7 separate regions of the Mus musculus genome follow, and all the other regions are linked to region 4. The links are chromatin contacts, called in public promoter capture Hi-C maps. All regions are on one chromosome and are shown on one strand. Each heading gives the region's core, a stretch centred on a gene start, on an enhancer-like site or on the middle of the called end of the contact. The rest is flanking DNA. Distances are from core to core; before and after follow the strand shown. Region 1 holds the start of Brd3os (bromodomain containing 3, opposite strand). Region 2 holds the start of Ciz1 (CDKN1A interacting zinc finger protein 1). Region 3 holds the start of St6galnac6 (ST6 (alpha-N-acetyl-neuraminyl-2,3-beta-galactosyl-1,3)-N-acetylgalactosaminide alpha-2,6-sialyltransferase 6). Region 4 holds the start of Sptan1 (spectrin alpha, non-erythrocytic 1). Region 5 holds the start of Tor2a (torsin family 2, member A). Region 6 holds the start of Swi5 (SWI5 recombination repair homolog (yeast)). Region 7 holds the start of Slc25a25 (solute carrier family 25 (mitochondrial carrier, phosphate carrier), member 25).

Region 1 (2,869 bases), core at 87-2,586, 2.5 Mb after region 4:
CCTGGGCTTGGGCAGTGAGAGGAGCATCTAGGTACCTGTTGTGCCCCTAATAAAGTGTTGGATGACATTCTTGGGTGTTGCGTTTTTATACCACGGCTTGATCTTCATGGCCATCAAGGGTCTTCTCCCTGGAATTACATGATTGAGCAAAACTTAGACTGGCCAGTGTCCCTAGAGACCCCAAGCTGGTTTTTGTCTCGAACTAAGATGGCCTCATTTCCATACTGGGAGTACCACATGCTGCGGCTTCTGCTCAGGTATGTACTAGGTGGTACAGACTCCAACTTCTGCTGCTCTTGTTGCCAAATGAGCAAGGACGTATCCCTGTACCGGAGGCGGGCATAGGATTCTGACAGGGCCTTTTCTGCCAGCGGGACTCGCCCACTCATCCCACAGGCCCAGCGTCCTGCACACCTGGCTTTCCTCCTAGGCCAGGAACAGCCGGCTGCTGTGCTTTGTAACTAGTTGGCCAACAACCTTGATGGCTGTTGGGTTTGGGAGTCCTTGTTCAACTTAATAGTGAAAGTAGGTAACTTAGACCTTCCATAGGCAAGATCCTCAGGAGGGCAGGAGAATCCAAGACACATCTCTGACCATTCAGGAGCCACGTGAGAGCCATTCCAGACAAAGTGCTCTAGTGTTGACAGTGACTCCACACCACTCCTGGGAAGCTTATCAGGTGTCCACTGCCGCTGCAATACTGCTGAGCTCAAAGAGATGTATCCAGGGTGTCTGCAGCAGGGGCTGGCCTGTCCACCCCGCTCAAAACACAATGGGGATGTGGACTAAGCGTTGGTTCAGGTCCTTTCTTCTAGCCAGTCTTCCACTCTTACCAAGGGTGACACTACAAAGGGAAGAAACTGTCGGAAGGGGAGGGGAGTCGGGGACAGGCCCAGCATGGGCCTCACCACCAGGAGCAGCCTCTATGGGCCAGAGTGTTCAAGCGAGGTTACTCACGGATGCAGCTTGCTGAGCTGAGCTGAGCGGAAGGATGAGGCGGATGGACAATCGCAGGTCCCTTAATAACCCACAGACGGTTGGCGGTCCCAGGGTCTCCTCTCCGCTGGTGAGAGAAGCGGTCCTCAGCTATGGAGTAGAGAGCTACTGGAAGGAGGAAGGATGCGAGCCCTACGCCCCAGCGGCCAGCAAAGTCACCGCTTGCCCGGATGCTCCAGCGAAGCAGACTTTGCCACCGGCGCTCGCGGACACGCGTGGGCCTGCTGACGCAAGGGATCCAGGTCCCGGGCAGAGCCAGGAGGCCGCGGCTACGTCTCCATGGCAGCGTCGCAGGCGTGGCGAGCCGAGCACCGAGGACCAGCCTGCAGACGGACACATCGATCATTCTGTGGGCGGGGCCAAAGACCTAGAGGGAGAGGAGGAGCGTCCAGAGGGCGGTGGGGAAGGAAAGGGGAAGGACTGGAGTGGGAGGGGGAGCTTGGAGAGAACTTAGGTTAGGGGGCGGAGAGAATAGGGGGAGGAGGAGATCCAGAGAAAAGGGAGAGGGGAGGAGCTTGAAGAGAGGAGGAGCCGGAGAAAGAGGCAGAGCGAGATCCAGGATAAGGAGAGAGTGGAGAGAGAGGAGGATCCCGAGAAATTTGGGAGTGTGTAGTGGGGGAAGAATCTAGGAGATGGGGAGGCTCTGGAGGGGGGAGCATGAAAGGAATGCTAGGAGAAGACAGAGCTAGGGAGGAGAGGATGAGGATTGAGAGGAGGAGCCTGAAGAGGCAGAGGAAGAAGAGGCGTTTGGGGGAAGCAGAGTGGGCATTGCAGAGTGGAGGGGGTGGTAAACACAAAGGGAGAAGCCAGGATAGAAAAGGAGCCTGGGGAAGACACTCTGGAGTCAGGACTGGGAGGGAGATGGGGCTAAGAGCTGGGGAGAAGAGCTTGGGGGCATTGTAAGGAGGAGCATGGAGGGTGAGGAGCGGCTAGGAAACCTGGAGGAGATGCTGAAGAGGGATTAGGAGTTAGCATTAGGCACCTTCCCAGTTCTCGATCCTAACATGGTTTCTGAGGTTTTCTTTCTTTCTTTCTTTCTTTCTTTCTTTCTTTCTTTCTTTCTTTCTTTCTTTCTTTCTTTCTTTCTTTCTCTCTCTCTCTCTCTCTCTCTCTCTCTCTCTCTCTCTCTCTCTCTCTCCCTCCCTCCCTCCCTCCCTCCCTCCCTCCCTCCCTCCGTCTCTCTCTTTCTTTCTTTCTTTTTTTGTTTTTTCGAGACAGAGTTTCTCTGTATAGCCCTGGCTGCCCTGGAACTCACTTTGTAGACCAGGCTGGCCTCGAACTCAGAAATCCACCTGCCTCTGCTTCCCACAGTGCTGGGATTAATTTTATGTTTGGGTTGGAGCTTTTGTGGTCTGGAGTTTGACGCCACGGCCTTGGGCATGTTAGGCAAGTGCTCTAAGGCTAAGCTTTGTCTTCAGTCCTTATTTTCTTTGTGCAGTTTCCTTCTCAGACCTATTGCTGTTATTATTGACATCCCACTCAGATGATGGGCACATTTGTTTTCAATTTATTTAATGTGGTGTGGGATGCATCATTTCAAAAGTAGCTGCGAAATTCCGCCATTCCACATACTGCTCATTTGAATTGTCCTAAAGCCCCAGGAAAATTCAGCATACACTCCTATTACACCCGACCAAACACTGTGACCCCGTGTCCATCATTTTTCTGCATAAGTTCTATTTTCACACTTTAGTCCGATGCCAGTTAAGAATATTGACATCAGTGGGTGTTGGAAAAGGAGCAGGGTGGGATGGTGGTGGCAGGAATTTTCGAGGCAGAGGCAGGCAGATCTCTGAGTTTGAGGCCAGCTTAGTCTAGTCAATGAGTTTCAGATCAACCAAGGCTACCTAGCAAGACCTTATCTCAAAAAGAT
Region 2 (2,700 bases), core at 156-2,655, 2.4 Mb before region 4:
TGGGCACATGGTCCCTCTTCTGGGCCTCAGGTTGCTATCCTCATTTGTAGAGGGGGGTTACGGGTGTGCCTCCCCTTAGGTTTATCAGCAGAGGCAGGAACGGCCAGCACCGTAGCCCGGTAACCCTGTACTTAGCAGAGTAGCCTGTGGACTTCATCTCCTGGGAGCCTGGTATCTTCATCTATAAGGATGCTGTTAGGGCCGCTGTGAGTGTTGGTAAGAATGAATGGGTTAGGAAGAAGCTGAGGGCCACGGGGAACTGCCATACCTTGCAACTGCTGTAGGAGCAAAGCTCTTTGCAGCATGGGGCCATTGAGCAGGGAGGTCGAGTGGAGGCCCTGGAGACTCAGAAGCTGTTGCGGGGATGACTGCTGGGGGAGGCCCCTGTGTGATGGGAGTAGGGTGTCAGAGGGGTCCTGGGAAAGCCATCTACCCGGAGGTCTCTCACCTCCATTCTCTCCATCTCAATGGCAGATGGAGGATCCCCTCCAAGGTAGAAACTGATGACATTTAATACTCAAACAAGGATGCCCCTGGGGAAAAAATAACTACTGGGAGCCAGGCTCCAAAATGTGGGTCTGAGCCGTCAGACCTCAGACTGCTCCTGGAAGTGGAAAACTCACCGGCTGACAGGAATGGACAAGGAGGCCTGTGGTGGGGACTGTTGCAGCAGCTGTTGGAGCTGCAGTATCTGCTGTTGCTGCTGCTGGAGCTGCTGCTGCTGGAGCTGCTGCTGCAACTGTTGCTGCTGCTGCTGCAACTGTTGCTGCTGCTGGAGTTGCGGGTTGAACATGGTGGCTGAAGGGGGTATGGTGGGTAGGGTCAGATCACCACTTTGGGATGATCCAGCTTCTCTCCCCTCCCAAAACACCCACCCCAGCATAACGCCTGCTAAGCTTCACCGCTACACAGTCCCACCCACGCCAAGAGCACGCTGCATTTATACCCGGGGCTTCGGGGCTTCCAGTTCTTCCGGTCAGCTGCCAGAACAGGATACACACACAGACACGCCTTCAGTTCTTTATCTTCCCTCCCATCTCTTCAACTCTGGCGGTCCAACCTTCTAATCGGAGCACACCTTTCCACTCCCATCTCCTGCCTGTCAGTCACTCTACACTTCCTGGTGCTTCCCGTGCACACTTCCCTGTTTTGGATTCCGCTGTCCTCTCCCTAAATTGTGTCACTTAAATCCATGAACCCTGGATGGGAAACGCTTCCGTCCGCCGCAGCACACCCCCACCCCGCTCCGTTGTCCCTCATCCCTCCACTCCCTTCCCTCGCAGATATAGCCAACGCCACTTAACTAATCCTGTGGCCTCGCCTGTCCACAAAGCCCGTAGGCTCTCTGCAAGTAGCCGCTATCCCTGCGGTCCACCCTTCCCGGGGTGCCCAACCCTCCTCCACTGTCGCTTCCGGGGCGGGCACCACACTGGCTCCCCCTCACCTCCCGGCAATCCACGAAAACCGAAACCGTGAAAGCCACGAGCTGACTCGTAAGGCGGGCTCCGGAGCTCCCGGGCTGCTCGGGACGGTGACCGGACCGGGACACTCCGAAGGCCCAGCGGCTGGCCACTCCCGCGCAGAGCGCCCTCTGGAGGTGCGGAGGCCTCAGCGCGGACGCCGCGGCGGGCGAACAAGCCTCGCGCGCAGGTCACGTCGCGGGGACCGCGACCAATCTGCAATCGCTAGAGCCGCGGTGGCTCCCAGGTGCTATGAGGCGCCGGGCAGCGTAGGCTCCTGTCCCCAGATCCCAGCATCGGGAAGGGGCGATTCTGAGTTCCCACGGCCGTCTGTTTATCTGGCAGGGGCAAAGGGGACCGACAGTCGGTCAGATCCCAACTGACCTCCCCAATGCCACCACTGTCCCCAGATCCCGAGCCCGCGTGGGGCTGGGACAAGAGCAAGCGGGCGCGCGTATGTGTGGTGAATTCAGCTTTAAAAAAATAGTTTTGTTTTTTACATTTTTTTAAAAAAGATTTAGTTTATGTGTATGAGTGTTTTGAACGTATGTGTATCTGTATATCGTGTATATCTTGTACATCCTGGAACTAGAGTTAGAAACATTTGTGAATTGTCTTGTGAGTGCTAGGAATCGAACCCAGCTCCTCTGCAAGAACAAGTGCTCTTAACCACTGAGCTATCTCTCCTCATCCCCGTTTTTTGTTTTTTTGTTTTTGTTTTTTTTTGTTTTTTGTTTTTTTTTGGTTTTTTTTTTTTTTGGTTTTTTTTTTTTTTTTTTTGGTTTTTGGTTTTTTGAGGCAGGGTTTCTCTGTATAGCCCTGGCTGTCCTGGCACTCACTTTGTAGACCAGGCTGGCCTCGAACTCAGAAATCCGTCTGCCTCTGCCTCCCGAGTGCTGGGATTAAAGGCGTGCGCCACCACGCCCGCCTCTCACCCCCGTCTTTTAAATATGTATTCTTATTTCAGGTGTATGAATGTTTTGCCTGCATGTATGTGTGTGTACTTTGTATGTGCCTAGTGCTTGCAGAGGTCTAAAGAGGGCATCTGATCCCCTAGGAAGAAGTTTGTGGATGGTTGTGAGCCACCTGTGGGAGTGCTGGGAGCTGAACCTGGGTCCTTTGGAAGAAGAACAAACGTTAACCACTTAACAAGTTCCCAAGCCTCTGATTTCCTTTTCCGTTTCATTGTGTTGTGTAGCAATGGCTACATATGGAAACTCACTATAGACCAGACTGGCCT
Region 3 (2,745 bases), core at 4-2,503, 2.6 Mb before region 4:
CCACTTTCCCACCTTTGCCTGAGCAGTGCCCTCAGCCAGGACTACGGTTCCCCCGGTCAGGCCCGTCACGGTCCTGCTCTGAGAACGCCATGGTCAGAACAGCGTATCAGGTGCCAGTGCGAATGTCGGGTCCACACTTACTGGCTGGGGGGCCTCGAGCAAGCCATGTGACCTCTCTGAGCCTCAGTTTCCTCATCTGTGAAATGGGAATAAGAACTGGTAACTCCTGGGGCGACTGGAAAGATGCATGCATTTGTGAAAAGGAGAGCCGAAGGCTTGAAAGTACTATATCAGAAATCCTAAGCCTTCGGGTTACTCCGTTCAATGCCCGCCCCTGCACAAGCCTGTCCCAGAAACAATCCTCCCCCTCTTGACCCCAAGCCGGGGACTTCCCTTATATTACGAAACATGCTCCGGAGCTACGCAAAGCATCGCCTGCCTACACACTTTTCAAGGCAACGCCTGGTAGGTGCTCTTGCTCCCCATTTCACAGATGAGGAGACTGAGGGATCAGAGAGGCAACGCGCCTCGCAGGGAGCAGGAGCAAGCGGGGGAGGGGGGAATCTTGTAGTGTTTGTTTACAGGGCGGAGCCTGAAAGGGTCTCCCGGGAGGGTCCCCTTGTAGCCTGTGCGTGCGCCAGACATCTAGTTCGGCTCGGAGTGGCCAGGCCTGGTGGGGAGCTGCTGACTCCGCTGGGGAGGTGGCAGCCCAGAAGCCTAGACTCAGCTCCAAGGCTGGACCTGCGGAGGCTGAGCTCTGGGCTGAGGGTGAGGGCCGCACCCTGAGCTCGCTCTGGGGCTTCTCCAGGTGACGGGAGCAGGGTACCCCCGAGTGCCTCGTGAGAGGCTCAGCCCCGCTCCCCATCTTCTGCCGCTGCACCCTAGGGTCAAGCATCCTATCCTGACCCCGGCTCTGCAGGGGAGGGGTGCGGGGCCGCGGCAGGGTCGCCCCATCTCCAACACGAGAGGCCCAAAGAATCCCGCTAGATCTCGGGGTGCAGTTAGCAAGCAGAGTGGGTCTCGGGGAGCCCTGGGGCTCCCCCCTTATCAGCGGCTCCCCACTGCCGAGGCGCAAGCACAAGCCCCCTCCCGCTCTGCTGCCCGCCCCCGCGCAGCACCGGCTCACCTCCGCCGGGGAGCGCCCGGCCCCCCGCGGCCCCCGCACCCCGTCACATGGCGCCGGGAGCCGAGAACCGGGGTCCGCGCCGCTCTGGCCGCCCAGGCCCCGCCGCAGCTCCAGCCCGCCGGGTCCTAGCGCCGGCGCTCGCAGTCCCGTTAGGGCCGAGCGAGAGGGCGGAGCCTCAGGCTGCGGATGGCCCCGCCCCAGGGAGGTGCCAGAGAGGAGAGACGCTCTCCCACAGCACCCTCGTGCCCCGCGCCCCATCCCAAATCTCATCCATTTCTCTCTCTCCAAATGGACACCAGGACCTCGGATGGGGAATCCGAAACGCGGAGATCACTGGGTTCGAACTCTGGTTATTAATTACCTGGACTCCCCCTCGTAGAGACCCAGTAACCATCCCCTAGGCAGCTTGGTACTTCATCTCCTTATCTCCGGAAAATGGAGAGAGCAACGTTTGAAAACGTAGCTTTTGATGGGCCTGGTAGCTTAGAGGCCTGCACCCTACTTAGGAGATAGAAGAGGGCGGAAGACTGTTGCAAGTTCAAGGCCAGCCTGATAGACATAGTGAGTACCGGGCCGGCCAGGGGTACATGGAGAGATCTTGGCTCAACTCTCTTCATCCTACCCTCAAATATTCGTTGCACTATTTTATGTGACTAAAAGGAAGCAATCTGGACCCAACCAACTGGATGGCTCAGCAGTTACAAATACTGGCAACTCTTCTAGAGGACCTGGGGTCCACTCCCAGCACAGTCCTAGGAGGATCTGTCGCCCTCTTCTGGCATCCATGGGTACTGCACATATATGTGGTACACAGACATGTGGAAGCAAAACATCCATACACATAAAATAAAATGAAAAATTAAAGAAAAATGCAACCTGAGGGCTAGGGAGATAGTCAATATGTCAGACTCGATGCCGTGTTCTGCTTCTGTCTTTCGAAACAGGGTTTCTTGGTGTAGCCCTGGCTGTCCTGAAACTTGCTCTCTAGACCAAGCTGGCATTGAACTCACAGAGATCCCTCTGCCTCCCCAAGTGGTGGGATTAAAGCCGTGTGCTACCCCCGCCCAGCGACGTCACGTGTTTGTAATCCCCATTCTGGGGGTGGGAAGAACAGGAGACCCCTCCAGCTAGCTTACCCTTTCTGGGCCTCCCAGGTCAAGGAAAGAACATTGGAGGCTGACCTTTGGCCTCCAGACATCCAGGGATGTGCATGTATGGACACAGGGATGTGCATATGTAGCCTGTTAGAAAGCTGGTTACATAAACAAAGACTGCCTACCCATAGTGTTCTAAGAGGCTGGGAACGAGGGTTAACGTGCATGCCTGAGAGGGTGATGGGGAGATTTAGGAAGAGAAAGCATGTTTAAAGAGTTCTGTTTTGTAATTACTTAGGAAAACATCATAGTAAAACTTTCCATTCCCCACCCTAGGTACCTATTAGGTCCTGCAGATGTACACAGTGAAGGTCACAGCTGGACAGTTTGAAACACAAGAGTAGAAATAGTCCAGATATCTACTAACAGGAGAATGGAAAGTTTGTTTGTTTGGTTTGATTTGGTTTTCTTTCTTTCTTTCTTTCTTTCTTTCTTTCTTTCTTTCTTTCTTTCTTTTTTTTCTTC
Region 4 (2,700 bases), core at 43-2,542:
GACTTAAAATGTTTTGGGTCTCTATATAGAAAAACCTGATTATCTGAGAGGCTGAGGCAGGAAAATCCTGAGTTTGAGGCCGGCCTGAGCTATTCAGCAAATTCCAGGCCAGCTGGAGTTACACTGTAAGAGCCTGTAGAGAGAGGGACAGAGACAGAAACAGAGAGATGAAAGTCAACAAAGCCCTATGAAGTGTAGCAGTTCGAAATGATTTCACCCTTTCTGGGACATTCATTTAAAACACACCGACCCTTACTTACATAGAAGCCCTCTTGATGTGTGTGTGTGTGTGTGTGTTTGTGTGTGTGCGCGCGCGTGTGTGCATATGTGTGTGTGTAATTCTAGTACCTGAGAGGATTTTAAAATCAAATTTTTCCTGGAGAAGCATTTCATCAAATTTGCAGGGATAGCTTCAGACAAAAGACTGTTCTATCACTTCACACTGGCACAGCAGTAGAATTTGACCAAAAAAAAACCCCCAAAAAACAAAAAACCCAGAAGCCTTCGACTTAATGTCTTATATAGAAAGAAAAGAGCTGTAAGCTATTAAGTTATTTATTGGATTTGGATCTCCTCCAACCAAGCGGCACCGCATCTAACTATTATACTGGAGCAGGTCGGCACTGGAGAGAAAAGACATTTATTACCAGGAAAGAAAAAGGAGGCCTTTCTGCGGCCGGAGGGCCCGGGACCGCCACACAGGATGAAATTAAGGTCAGCGAGCCCTTCACTGCAGACAGGAGGCTCCGAGAGGTGCGAGCGCCGCAGTTGCGGGCGACGGGCGGTGCGGGGGCGCTCGCGGGTGGGTGCTGCCGAGGACCACCCCCCGCCACCTGCCGCGACGGGTGGGGCCGCGGGCGCAGGAAGGGGCCTTCGCGTACCTTCGGCGGACCGTGACACTCCAGGTCGCCGCCCGGCTCTGCCGCGCCCCGCAGCCCACGCGCCACAAAAGGCGGCGGCGGGGGCCCACGGAGCCGCCCGCGAGGCTCCGCAGCTCATCTGTCCACATCGCTCCGGTGCTCGGCCTCCCGCGGCCTTTCCCTTCCCGCCCACCGCCCTTTCTTACCGGCTCCTGGGGGTGAGGGGCGTGGGTCGCCGCGCTGAGGGCTGCTGAGGAAAAAGATGCGCCGCCGCGGCCCCTGCCTCACGCCGTTCGCTCCGCAGCGGATAGTGACGGCGGCGCGCGCGCACTGTGGCTTTTATAAGCGGCCGCGCGCGCCCCCGCGGCGGCCGAGCGCGAGCGTGAGGGAAGTGCCCCGGTTGGCGACGCGAGAGGCGGGACTCGCTGCTCCACTGCAGTACGGAGAGGACCGAGCGCGTCCGGAAGGAGCCGAAGCTGCGGGGCGGGGTGGTGGGGGTTGGGGTAAAGGACGGGAACGCGCTTGCGAGGGGTGCGGGGCGCGGCACAGAGCGGAGCAGCCGCCGCAGCCGCCCGCCGCGGCGTGGGACCCGAGCAATCCTGCCCCGCCCAGTCCGCCCTGCAGAGAATCTGTGCCGCACCCCTCCGCCCTGGGAGCCCTTCCGAGACTGCGGCGAAGGGCAGGGCGGGGCCCGCCGCCGCAGTCAGGCTGGGGATGTTGCTGCCCTGGCCGGAAAGACGCCCTGTCCCTTTCGGATGATCTCACTGGAATGTTGGCTCCCTCTTTGCACTTTTTCTGGGGGAGGCTTGGCTCTGGAAGACCCAAGTCTGCCTGTTCTGGTGGGGGATGGGGCCAAAAAAAAAAAAAAAAGATGATATAAGGATCCGTGTTTGAGGAGGTGGTAGGGAAAAAAATCCCGGTTAGGGAAAAAAAAAAAAAAAAAAAAGACTGATTTGTGGCGTAAGACTTTATTTCAGGATATGGAGAATTCTTCAGCAATCTTCCTGTTGCCAGTAGACAGAGTGTATTCGTCCCAGTTGATAAACGACATTACTATTTCTTTCCCCAGTATTAATTGAACTTTGCTGTTTAGCTGACACCGCACGTGCTTTGGGCTTTTAATCTCTGCTCTTATTTTACAAGGTAGATGTTGCCTTTCCCATTTTACAAATTAGCATCCTGATGACATAGAAGGTAGCTCTCTCCCCAGGTCAAGCACGAAGCAGCAATCAGAGAACCTAAGATTTGAACACAAGCGTTAAGCAAGTGGGTGCTAGACTTCTGAGAAAAGGAAAACACAATTTCTGTAATTTTTTTCTTATACACAACCCTTTTCAGGGCCTGGCTCTGAACTAAACTCTGTAGCCAGGCTCCCCTACTGCAAAAGCTCTTTCCCTTCCTCCATTTTGGGTGACAGCTGTGTGGCAACCATTGGAGTAGCACCCAGCTCATTCCTGTGTAGTCAGGCAGCTCTGCCAGGCATCAGCCTCCTGGTTACCAAGCCACCCTCCTATTTAAATAATTATAAAGAACTGGGCATTGCTCCAGAACTGGGATGAGGCCCAGTCCCAAGCTTCCTGGTCCTCTGCACTTTGGTTTCTGCTGAGCCTAGGATCTGCAAGGTGACTTCTAAGCTACTCTGACTGTAGGCATGATGGTGAAAGAACATTCCTAGTCATTTTCCTTGGAGAGGAGAGATTTAAAAAATAAAAAAAATAAAATAAAAAGGGAGTGGCCACAGCTCAGCGGCAGCTTCACAGACTCCTGAGATCCAAAAGGCAGGTGCTTGGAGGACAGCATTTAATGCCATCTTCTTTACAGAGAAAACTGGTTGAGGAGC
Region 5 (2,778 bases), core at 226-2,725, 2.8 Mb before region 4:
CTGGCCAGCCAGGTGTTGAGCCAGGTCACATTCCAGACCTAGGGCCACAGAAGGAACGCATATCAAAGCAGATGACAGGCTGTTGACTCATGTCTGTCAGCTCAGCCCCTGGGAGGCAGAGGCAGCAGTAATCCTCCCAATCAAAGGCCAGCCTGGGTTTATGGTGAATTCCAACACACCTTTAATCCAGGCAATTGGGAGGCACAGGCAGGGAGATCTCTTTTGAGTTCGAGGCCAGCCTGGTCTACATAGTAAATTCCAGGCCAGCCAAGCAGGGCTACACAGAGAAACCCTGTCTCAAAACAAACAAACAAACAAACAAACAAACAGCACTGGCTGCTCTTGCAGAGAACTTAAGTTCGATTCCTACCACTCACATGGTAGCTCTCAACTATCTGTAAGTCCATCCCAGAGGAGCCAACACCGTCTTCAAACTTCCATGGGCACATGGATGTAACCATACTTGCAGGCAAAGCATAAATATTAAAAAAAAAAGGGGGAGGCTGGAAAGATGGAAAGAGCACTGACTGCCAAAGGTCCTGAGTTCAATTCCCAGCAACCACATGTGGCTCACAACCATCTGTAATGGGATCTGATGCCCTCTTCTAGTGTGTGTCTGAAGGCAGTCGCAGTGTACTCATATAAATAAAAAAATAAATAAATCTTTAAAAAAACAAAAAACAAAAAGAGCCAGAATATGGTGGTGCAAACCCTTAATCTCTTAGCACTCTGGAGGCAGAGCTAAGTGGATCTCTGGGAGTTTGAGACCAGCCTGGTCCACATAGTGAGGTCCAGAACAGTCAAATCAGTGTAGAAAGATTCTGTCGGGAAAACAAACAAACAAACAAACAAAAAGCATCAGAGGGTCGAAGGCATGTGTCTAAGACCTCTGGGATACTTGTGTCCAAACGAGGGACAGGATCAGTCACCTCGGCAAGGGCCAGTGCGGCACCGCCCCCTCGAGGCGGTTCTCCGGGTTGCACCAGCCCCGAGTAGACGACAGCTGTCTACAGGTTCAGGCGACGGCAGGTTTCTCCCCCGGTGTGACAAGTCCGCACAAGGGAGGCCTACCACAAGCCACTGGGCGCCCCTCTGTCAAAGGCTTCCCTCCACCGGGCCCCCTCCAAACCCTCTCCTCAGGTTTGCACCAGAGGCTCTCGGATCCCCACCTCCGCCGGCGGCCGGCGGGGCGGCAGATGTTTCGAGCCCCTGCGAACTGCCGGCTGCCCGCCCGTCCGCACCGGCTCCCACCCCTCACCCGGCAAGTCGGGCCAGAAGTCGCATTCGCAGAACGAGCCGAAGGTGCAGCGCAGAGAAGCCACGTCCCAGGCGGCGGCGGCAGCCAAGGCCAGCCCGAGCAGCCCGAGGATCGAGCCCCAGGGCCGGTAGCCGTGCCTCGCCACCGCCATCCGGTTGAGGCCCGATTTCGGTCAGAGGCCGCCCACCGCCAGAACCTGTGAACTACAGCTCCCGGTGTGCACCGCTCCGAGGCAGCCACGCCCATTGCCTACAACTCCCGGCTCCCCTTCCTTGGGGCTCTAAAACCCACAGGTTGTCTCGCAGCAGTACTGCAAATAGGCCTCCTGGGGGAGCCCGCGAACCACCCAGTCCCGCGTTGCCATGGTCACGGGTAACTAGCGGCCCGAAACCTTACCTCAGAAAGAATAAAAGATTAAGAGAGTGAAACAACATAATAACAAAAACTTGAGCCGGACTTTACACTTTCCTGAGAGCCTTTTCCAAGCTCTTTTTAAAAATGTGACGGAAGAGTGCTCACAACCGCCTTTTGAGAATGTCTCTGCCAGTGTCAGGCAGGCGCCTTACATGGGATGCAACAGTACCTACTCTATACCCAGGGATGGTCAGCTCAATGAGATGTGGTCACATAAAGTGTTTTTGGCTCAGAAAATAGAACCTTCAAGATGGTTTTGTGAGCTGGGCGTGGTGGTGCATGCCTTTAATCCCAGCACTTGGGAGGCAGAGGCAGGCAGATTTCTGAGTTCGAGGCCAGCCTGGTCTACAGAGTGAGTTCCAGGACAGCCAGGGCTACACAGAGAAACCCTGTCTCAAACCCCCCCCCCCAAAAAAAAGCTGGTTTTGTAGGCAAAGACACTTGCCAACCGGCCTAAAGACCGGAGTACAATCCCCAGAGCCTACCTGGTGGAAATCAAGAACCAATCCTGCAAATTGTCCTTGAACCTCTCTACACGTGCGTGAGTTCACACACACACTCACAAAATGGATAAATAAGTAAATCAAAAGGCAGTGATGCAGCTTCACAAGTCTAAGGAACTCCAAAAGTGTGCTTTTTACTTTTCTTCCTTTGTCTCTGTCTTTTCGGGACAGGGTTTCCCTGTGTAGCCCCAGCTGTCCTTGGACTAGCTCTGAGGCAGGCTGGCTTCAAACTCAGAGATCTGCCTGCCTCTGAGTGCTGGGATTAAAGGTGTGTACCACCACTGCCCGGCCCCTTCTTTTTTCTAAGCACACCTCTCTAACACTTTGGGTGTCACTCCCTAAAGCCCTCTCTGACTATCGCGAGGCTAGCCTCTTTGTCAACTAATCCAAATGACATGGCTTTTTTTCTTTCTCCATCCTCCTCCTCCAGGCAGCATCTGAGATTTAAAGCTTGCCTGCCCCAGGGTTTTTCTTTTAAACCCTAATAAAAGTTTCTCAGAGCTTAAAAAAATTTGCATATATATGTAAATGAGTATTGCTCTTTCTTACCAGCTACTACTACACGCTAAAGACTAATATAAATCCAAGGAGAGGGGGTCCCTT
Region 6 (2,700 bases), core at 33-2,532, 2.3 Mb before region 4:
GCAGTACTTCCTAAACCTGCTTCCTAAGTTTACAACATGACAGAAGGGCAGAAACCGTGAAGCCACGGCTTTAGTGAACATGGGAACAGAAAGGGCACAGCCCTTGTCATCGCAGAGAGAAGTCTCTACAAATCTATGAAAATGCCAAACCAGACTTTTATGGTTTTTTTCTCTCAAAAGAAGCATGGGAAAGTGATGTTTCCCGTGAGATGCCTCACCCGCATCCCGTGCTTCTCACCACCCCAGTTGGAAAAGACATTCTGGCTGAATTTTAAGTTAAGTTCAGTTCCCCAAGACACTGATCAACACTATAACATGCGTTTTGCTCCAGAGAGATTACAGTCTCTCTAGAGAGCAGACAACCAAATCCAAACCAAACCAATCCATGTCAGCAAGGGGTGCTGACAGTGTTGTGCTCACACTAATGCTAAGTTAAGGGAATGCGGGCGCCTACAGCGTCTCCGCACTAGATTCCACACTTGGGCTCCCTTCCAGGTGGAAATGGGTTCTCCACCAGAGAAACGGGAAAAGGGGCAACAACATTAGGTGAGCAGGTGGAGCAATCCAAACCAGACTCGGAGTAGTAATGACAGTTTCGAGGGGGGACTGTGACGTAACTACATTCCACTCCATACTACCAACGCCCGAGTCGCCTACAGGGCCAGGACCGAGGACCTTGGAGACAGGTGCCCTGGGAGGTCTGGATTGGAGCGTCCGGAGCCGGGGGCTAAGAGACCCTGTGTCACTGACCAAAGTCACCTAGGGGCGACTGAGAGGGCGGGGGCTGGGTTGCTGAGGGGGCGGGGCTGGCTGAGAAGACTTCACTGGGGGAGCCCAGGGCGCTGAGGGGTTCTTCTACCCGTGTGTCTCGGGAAAGACTCGGACTCTGGTCATGGGTCCTGCCGTTGGAGGAGCTCGGGTGGGGTCAAGGGGCCGCGACCCGGAGCGCTTTACCTTTTTCTTGGCCGCAGCCAATTTGCTCTGCCTGGTTTCTTCCGACATCCCGGGGCGGGGAGGGGGGAAGCGGGGGGGCCACATCACCACGATCCCGGCAGCCACCGCGAAACTGCTTCCGGAAGCTACGGCTTCTCTACAAGGGCCAGAGAAGGCGGGTGCAGAGCGCCCCTTGGACGCTCGGAAACCCAGCGTGACCTACCTTCTCCAAGCCCATTGGCTGATGAGAACGATGAACGACAGGGAGGCGTGGCCACGCGGTCGCGAGGCCTGAGCGACGGGTGGAGTTAACGACGAGAGCTGCGCGCGCAGCCATGACCCCTCACAGCGGCCTATGGGAAGCAGGGGCGGAACCGCTTTAACTTGGTGCGTGCGCAGCCTGACGTGGGGCGGTTGGTGGTCTCCGTCGTCGGTTTCTAGTTCCCTGAAGCAGCCGTTTAACCCCAACCCTGGACCCTTCCGAGTTTAAGCCCACCCCACTCCGGGTGCCCCGGACCTTAGGGTTCAGGAGGTGGGTGAGGAGCGCGCCGCGCTTCGTTTTCCAGCCCTTGCCCGACCCCTCACGCCTCCTCACCAGGCCTCTCCGTAACCCGTTCTCCACACTTTCCCCTTCCCACGATGCGCACCCCGACCCCAAAGACCCCCACCCCATCCCAGTAGCTGGGTCCCGACCCAACCTCTTGCAGCTGCGGCTCCCGCGCCCCCTCGGTAACCCCATCCTCATCAGCCTTTTTCTCGGGTTCCTCCCCAGGGGTGAGTCAGAATTCAGCCGACTTTACCATGGCGGCTACCGATCACCGGTGAGTATATCAGCCCCACCCCTCTGCATCCCAGCACCCGCCGGTCGCCTCCAAGCTTAGCCCTTTCCTAATTCCACTCCTTCTCTTTCCTTTCTCAGACATGGGTTCCTCCCCTCCCAGTCCTACCTGCCCGATGCCTACGCTTCTCCAACCGCTCTTGCTCGTTGCTTTGTCCCCTCACCCAGCCTGCCACCAGTCCCTGCATGGTTCCCCAGTCAAGAAATATGTGCATCTTTATGCTGACCACTCCCAATGCCACCCCCAAAACTCAAAGTTATTCATTTCTCATCCTCAAAAGATGAATTTTTAAAGTACTCTTTTAGATGATTCGCTTCTTTTTAGTAATTTCTTTTTTTTTTATACCCCTTCCCTTTGAGACAGTTGTCAATACCAAAGATTAGAGGAGAAAGACCCAAATCATAGTGGCCAACTCAAAGCAAACAGTTGGTTAAAGCAAACATTTTAATTCGTGTAAACGGGTCCCTAAGGCGGAGCTCGAAAAGTCAGCCTCGGATTGAGGACGACAAGGCTTTTTAGAGTTCAGGGGTAGGGGGTTTCTAAATGGGGACTTGGTGGGGTTACAGAGGCAGAACATAAGCATACCCGTTAGTCCAAATGACCTCCTCAAAGACATGATTGCAAGATGGGCAGAACAAGGTCTTCCTTTTGAAACAAAGGTGGGGTTGCAAGATGGTTATAAACAACTTTTTGGAACAAAGACAAGACTGCCATCCCTGTAACAGGCCATGCAGAACCATTTGAAGTTAAGGTTTTAGGTGGGGCATAGCCCAATTCCTTGAGAAGCAGGTTTAATCATAAAGAGGATTGAGTGTATTTTGTACTTAATAAGATGGCTTTTAAGCCTCAGATGGAGGCAGGCTGGTCCCAGACTCAGGCTGTATTCAAGGATGCCCTTTTGTGGTCCCACACTAGTTTAATACTCTTC
Region 7 (2,852 bases), core at 339-2,838, 2.5 Mb before region 4:
GATCGCCATCTGACTTTTGACCTTTGGCAGCCAATTTGCCCCAGGCTGTCCCAGTATTGCTGGCCCGTCCCATTTATGCAGCTGAATTGAGCAGGAGAGCTCACTCACTCTGTGTCAGGGTGACGGTGGCTGCGGCTGTAGTGGCCGTGGATCCGAGGGCCACGGGATGGATCTCTGTGGTACTGGGTAGGCTGATGATGGTGGCCTCACCCAACAGGTTGCAGATCCTCTGTTGCATAGGGGTCAGCAGTACAGGAGCTATGGCTGTGCCACTGCCACCACTGCCACTGCCTGTCCCAGGCCCACCAGCTCCATCATCTTCTGTGGGCCCTGGAGCTTCGCCACCTTCTACAGCAGCTCGGACTTGGGCAACCTTGCGACGGACCTCGGTCTTGAGGTCGGACCACTTCTTCTTGACTTCGGGCAGCTCCCTACGGCAGGTGGCCACAGCGTTGACCCTTCTCAGGATGCCATGCCAGGCTGCACTCTTGGCAGCCAGAGGGACCCCAGCATTGAAGTGGTTCACCAGCAGGTGCTTCTTCAGTTCCAGTTCCTCCACGATGATCTCCACTTCCCGCTCTGAAAAGTTCATCTTCCTCTTCTTGGCTGGGACAGCCATGGCCTCCCCTTTCCTCTCTTTTTAAAGAAATTATAATGCTCTTAACAGCCCCAATTTCTCTTCTCTTCTTCCTCAGCCTCGCCTCTCTTTCACTCCCACCCCCTTTAGGGGGACAGGCAGGGCTTGTTCAAGGCCAAGTACCAGGCCTTAAGTAACCCCCCTCGCTACGCAAAGTGCGTAGGGCCCAGCCCTGACCGGCCCGACCGCCGCCAGCCAGCTGCGTAATGGCTTCCTGAATCTGCCTCTTCCGCTGGGGTGTGCGGAGATCCGCCCACTTCCCTTCTTCCCGCCCCTCGGCACATCCCTGAGAAGCCCCGCCCTCCAGGTTTGGCGTGGCTCAAATATCTGGCCGATCACTGGCTCTCCAGGCCTGCCATTCCTCCTAGAGGACACACCTCTTTGCTAGAACTGGCCTGGTCATTGGTCTAAAGTCTTGTCTGTCGCTTCAGGATGTCCGCCCACACGGACATTATTCACTTCCATTGGAAAAGCAGACTGTCGTTCAGTTCGTGTCGCGACTATTACGTTGTAAAATTCAGTTGTTTTATTGGCAGTTTAGAAGACTCCTAAAGCTTAGCCTCCTGATTTTGATTCGTGTTCTCGGTTTCGAGTCGTCAGCCCGTTAAATTTTCATTTTATTCAATGGTGCTGTGTTTTCTAACTTCAGTCCACAGTTACCCTCATATACATTTCATTTCCACTGTTAGCTACGATCTCTCCTTACACAACGCTCCTCTCAGCCTCATCATTCCGCAGTCTAAATAGAGCTTCTGAATGGGAATTGGACACAAGGCTTTCTGCTTGCCTATTACCCAGCTTCAGCCAATCCCCGGCTCCCTCAGTTTGAATCGCCTTCGAGCTGGCACGGTGACTCCGCCCCCTCATTGATCCCGGAGCCGACATACCGGCCTATGATTGGTCGGCAGTGCGCCAGAGGGCGCGGTCAGCGCCTCTGCGCGCCGCGGGGCGGGGCTCCCGGAAGCGGCCCCTCCCTCCAGTCGGCCGGCTTCTCGGAGCCCGCGCTCGCTGTCTGAGGAAAGCCGGCGTGCTTCCGCGCTCGGGTCGCTCTCCTGCCGCCTTCAGCCCGGCGTCCGGCGCCCCCGCCTCGCGCCCGATGGTGAGCAGTGTGTTGTGCCGCTGCGTGGCCTCCCCGCCGCCGGACGCCGCCGCCACCGCCTCGTCGTCCGCCTCGTCGCCGGCTTCTGTAGGGGACCCGTGCGGCGGCGCCGTCTGTGGCGGCCCGGACCACCAGCTACGCCTGTGGAGCCTCTTCCAGACACTCGACGTCAACCGCGACGGCGGCCTGTGTGTCAACGACCTGGCGGTGGGGCTGCGGCGCCTGGGACTGCACCGCACGGAGGGCGAGCTCCGGGTAAGTCTGCGTGCGCCGTCCGCGCGGGCGGGGAGGATCCGGGAGGTCTTGAGGAGAGAGACCGACGCCAAGGGGACGGGTCGGGACCGCAGGACTTCTCGGGCTGCTTTCTGTAGCCTGTCAGGTTTCGACGGACGCTGCTAGAGCTGAGCGGAACCCCTGGTGTTGGGGGGGATAGTGTCCCTCCACTGACAGATGGAAAGGAAATTCACACCTTGTTAGTGTGGGGCTCCTCAGGTGGGAGATGGGGCCGTGAGAAAAGCTCGTCGTGGCTACAGATGGGCACCCTTGGGTCTCTTTGATGGACAGAAAGCCCCCTCTACTTCCCTCTAGATAGAAGGACAGATAGATCTCAAGATTGCCCTACGGACCTCAAGGCCAAGTTGGTGCCCATCCTCCCTCAACACCTAGGTTCCTATCCACCCATTCTCATTGGCACCCCTTGTCTGTCTGTCTGTCTCTCGCTCGCTCGCTCTTCTCCCCCCACTCTCGTTTCCATGCCACCGGTGCCTCTAATCTGGTTGCTCACAGAGACATGTGGGTGTTGGGGAAGAAAAAAATGGGAACTGGGGTTCTAGGCAGATCAGTGTGGATGTGGGTGATGAAGACTGAACAGTTCTTTCTCATGGCTTAGACCCAGCCCCCCACTGCTGTTTCAGAACACTGGGTCATGATCCCTTTGTCGAATTGGAGTGCGAATATGTTAAAGAATCTGAAGAAAGATTCTTTTTTTGTTTGTTCGGTTGGTTTTGGGGATTTTTTTTTTCTAGACAGTGTTTCTCAATGTAGTCCTGGCTGCCCTGGAACGCCCTCTGTAGACCAGGCTGGCCTCGGAATCAGAGATCCACCTGCCTCTGCCTC

Evidence for each region. Promoter capture Hi-C pulls out the DNA fragments that hold promoters and counts their contacts. Capture Hi-C pulls out chosen DNA fragments and counts their contacts.
Region 1: a promoter capture Hi-C map of liver shows a contact between it and region 4, with 4 times the contacts expected there. The contact joins the promoter of Brd3os here to the promoter of Sptan1 in region 4.
Region 2: a contact with region 4 is called in a promoter capture Hi-C map of neutrophils, with 5 times the contacts expected there. The contact joins the promoter of Ciz1 here to the promoter of Sptan1 in region 4. A contact is called at or near these places in 5 of 39 promoter capture datasets (the C10 cell line, liver, neutrophils and 1 more).
Region 3: a promoter capture Hi-C map of adipose tissue shows a contact between it and region 4, with 3 times the contacts expected there. The contact joins the promoter of St6galnac6 here to the promoter of Sptan1 in region 4. A contact is called at or near these places in 1 of 39 promoter capture datasets (liver) and 1 of 9 other capture datasets (adipose tissue).
Region 5: a contact with region 4 is called in a promoter capture Hi-C map of pre-B cells, with 3 times the contacts expected there. The contact joins the promoter of Tor2a here to the promoter of Sptan1 in region 4. A contact is called at or near these places in 3 of 39 promoter capture datasets (liver and pre-B cells).
Region 6: a contact with region 4 is called in a promoter capture Hi-C map of liver, with 4 times the contacts expected there. The contact joins the promoter of Swi5 here to the promoter of Sptan1 in region 4. A contact is called at or near these places in 5 of 39 promoter capture datasets (cranial neural crest, hippocampal neurons, liver and 1 more), 1 of 484 Hi-C or Micro-C datasets (B cells) and 1 of 115 datasets of contacts at active chromatin or transcription factors (astrocytes).
Region 7: a promoter capture Hi-C map of pre-B cells shows a contact between it and region 4, with 4 times the contacts expected there. The contact joins the promoter of Slc25a25 here to the promoter of Sptan1 in region 4. A contact is called at or near these places in 2 of 39 promoter capture datasets (liver and pre-B cells).

Annotation. Positions count from the first base shown.
Region 1 is chr2:27,440,903-27,443,771 of GRCm38.p6, reverse strand. It overlaps Brd3os (bromodomain containing 3, opposite strand), which reads right to left and starts at 1,336. Exons shown (of 2, transcript NM_001360791.1): 1 at 958-1,336; 2 at 1-844. The coding sequence starts at 389. The coding sequence ends at 135.
Region 2 is chr2:32,361,903-32,364,602 of GRCm38.p6, reverse strand. It overlaps Ciz1 (CDKN1A interacting zinc finger protein 1), which reads right to left and starts at 1,405. Exons shown (of 17, transcript NM_028412.2): 1 at 1,305-1,405; 2 at 624-798; 3 at 269-384. The coding sequence starts at 793.
Region 3 is chr2:32,605,493-32,608,237 of GRCm38.p6, reverse strand. It overlaps St6galnac6 (ST6 (alpha-N-acetyl-neuraminyl-2,3-beta-galactosyl-1,3)-N-acetylgalactosaminide alpha-2,6-sialyltransferase 6), which reads right to left and starts at 1,253. Exons shown (of 7, transcript NM_016973.3): 1 at 1,127-1,253; 2 at 142-196. The coding sequence starts at 167. It overlaps Gm52551 (a long non-coding RNA gene), which reads left to right and starts at 337. Exons shown (of 2, transcript XR_003954025.1): 1 at 337-465.
Region 4 is chr2:29,964,152-29,966,851 of GRCm38.p6, reverse strand. Sptan1 (spectrin alpha, non-erythrocytic 1) reads right to left here and starts at 1,292. Exons shown (of 57, transcript NM_001177667.1): 1 at 1,067-1,292.
Region 5 is chr2:32,755,931-32,758,708 of GRCm38.p6, reverse strand. Tor2a (torsin family 2, member A) reads right to left here and starts at 1,475. Exons shown (of 5, transcript NM_152800.3): 1 at 1,259-1,475; 2 at 1-38. The coding sequence starts at 1,409. It also overlaps a transcript of Ttc16 not described here.
Region 6 is chr2:32,286,651-32,289,350 of GRCm38.p6, reverse strand. It overlaps Swi5 (SWI5 recombination repair homolog (yeast)), which reads left to right and starts at 1,282. Exons shown (of 5, transcript NM_175190.5): 1 at 1,282-1,465; 2 at 1,706-1,754. It overlaps Golga2 (golgi autoantigen, golgin subfamily a, 2), which reads right to left and starts at 1,025. Exons shown (of 26, transcript NM_001080968.2): 1 at 955-1,025. The coding sequence starts at 1,002.
Region 7 is chr2:32,450,206-32,453,057 of GRCm38.p6, reverse strand. It overlaps Slc25a25 (solute carrier family 25 (mitochondrial carrier, phosphate carrier), member 25), which reads left to right and starts at 1,588. Exons shown (of 10, transcript NM_001164357.1): 1 at 1,588-1,991. The coding sequence starts at 1,734. Naif1 (nuclear apoptosis inducing factor 1) reads right to left here and starts at 2,601. Exons shown (of 2, transcript NM_194335.2): 1 at 109-2,601. The coding sequence starts at 619.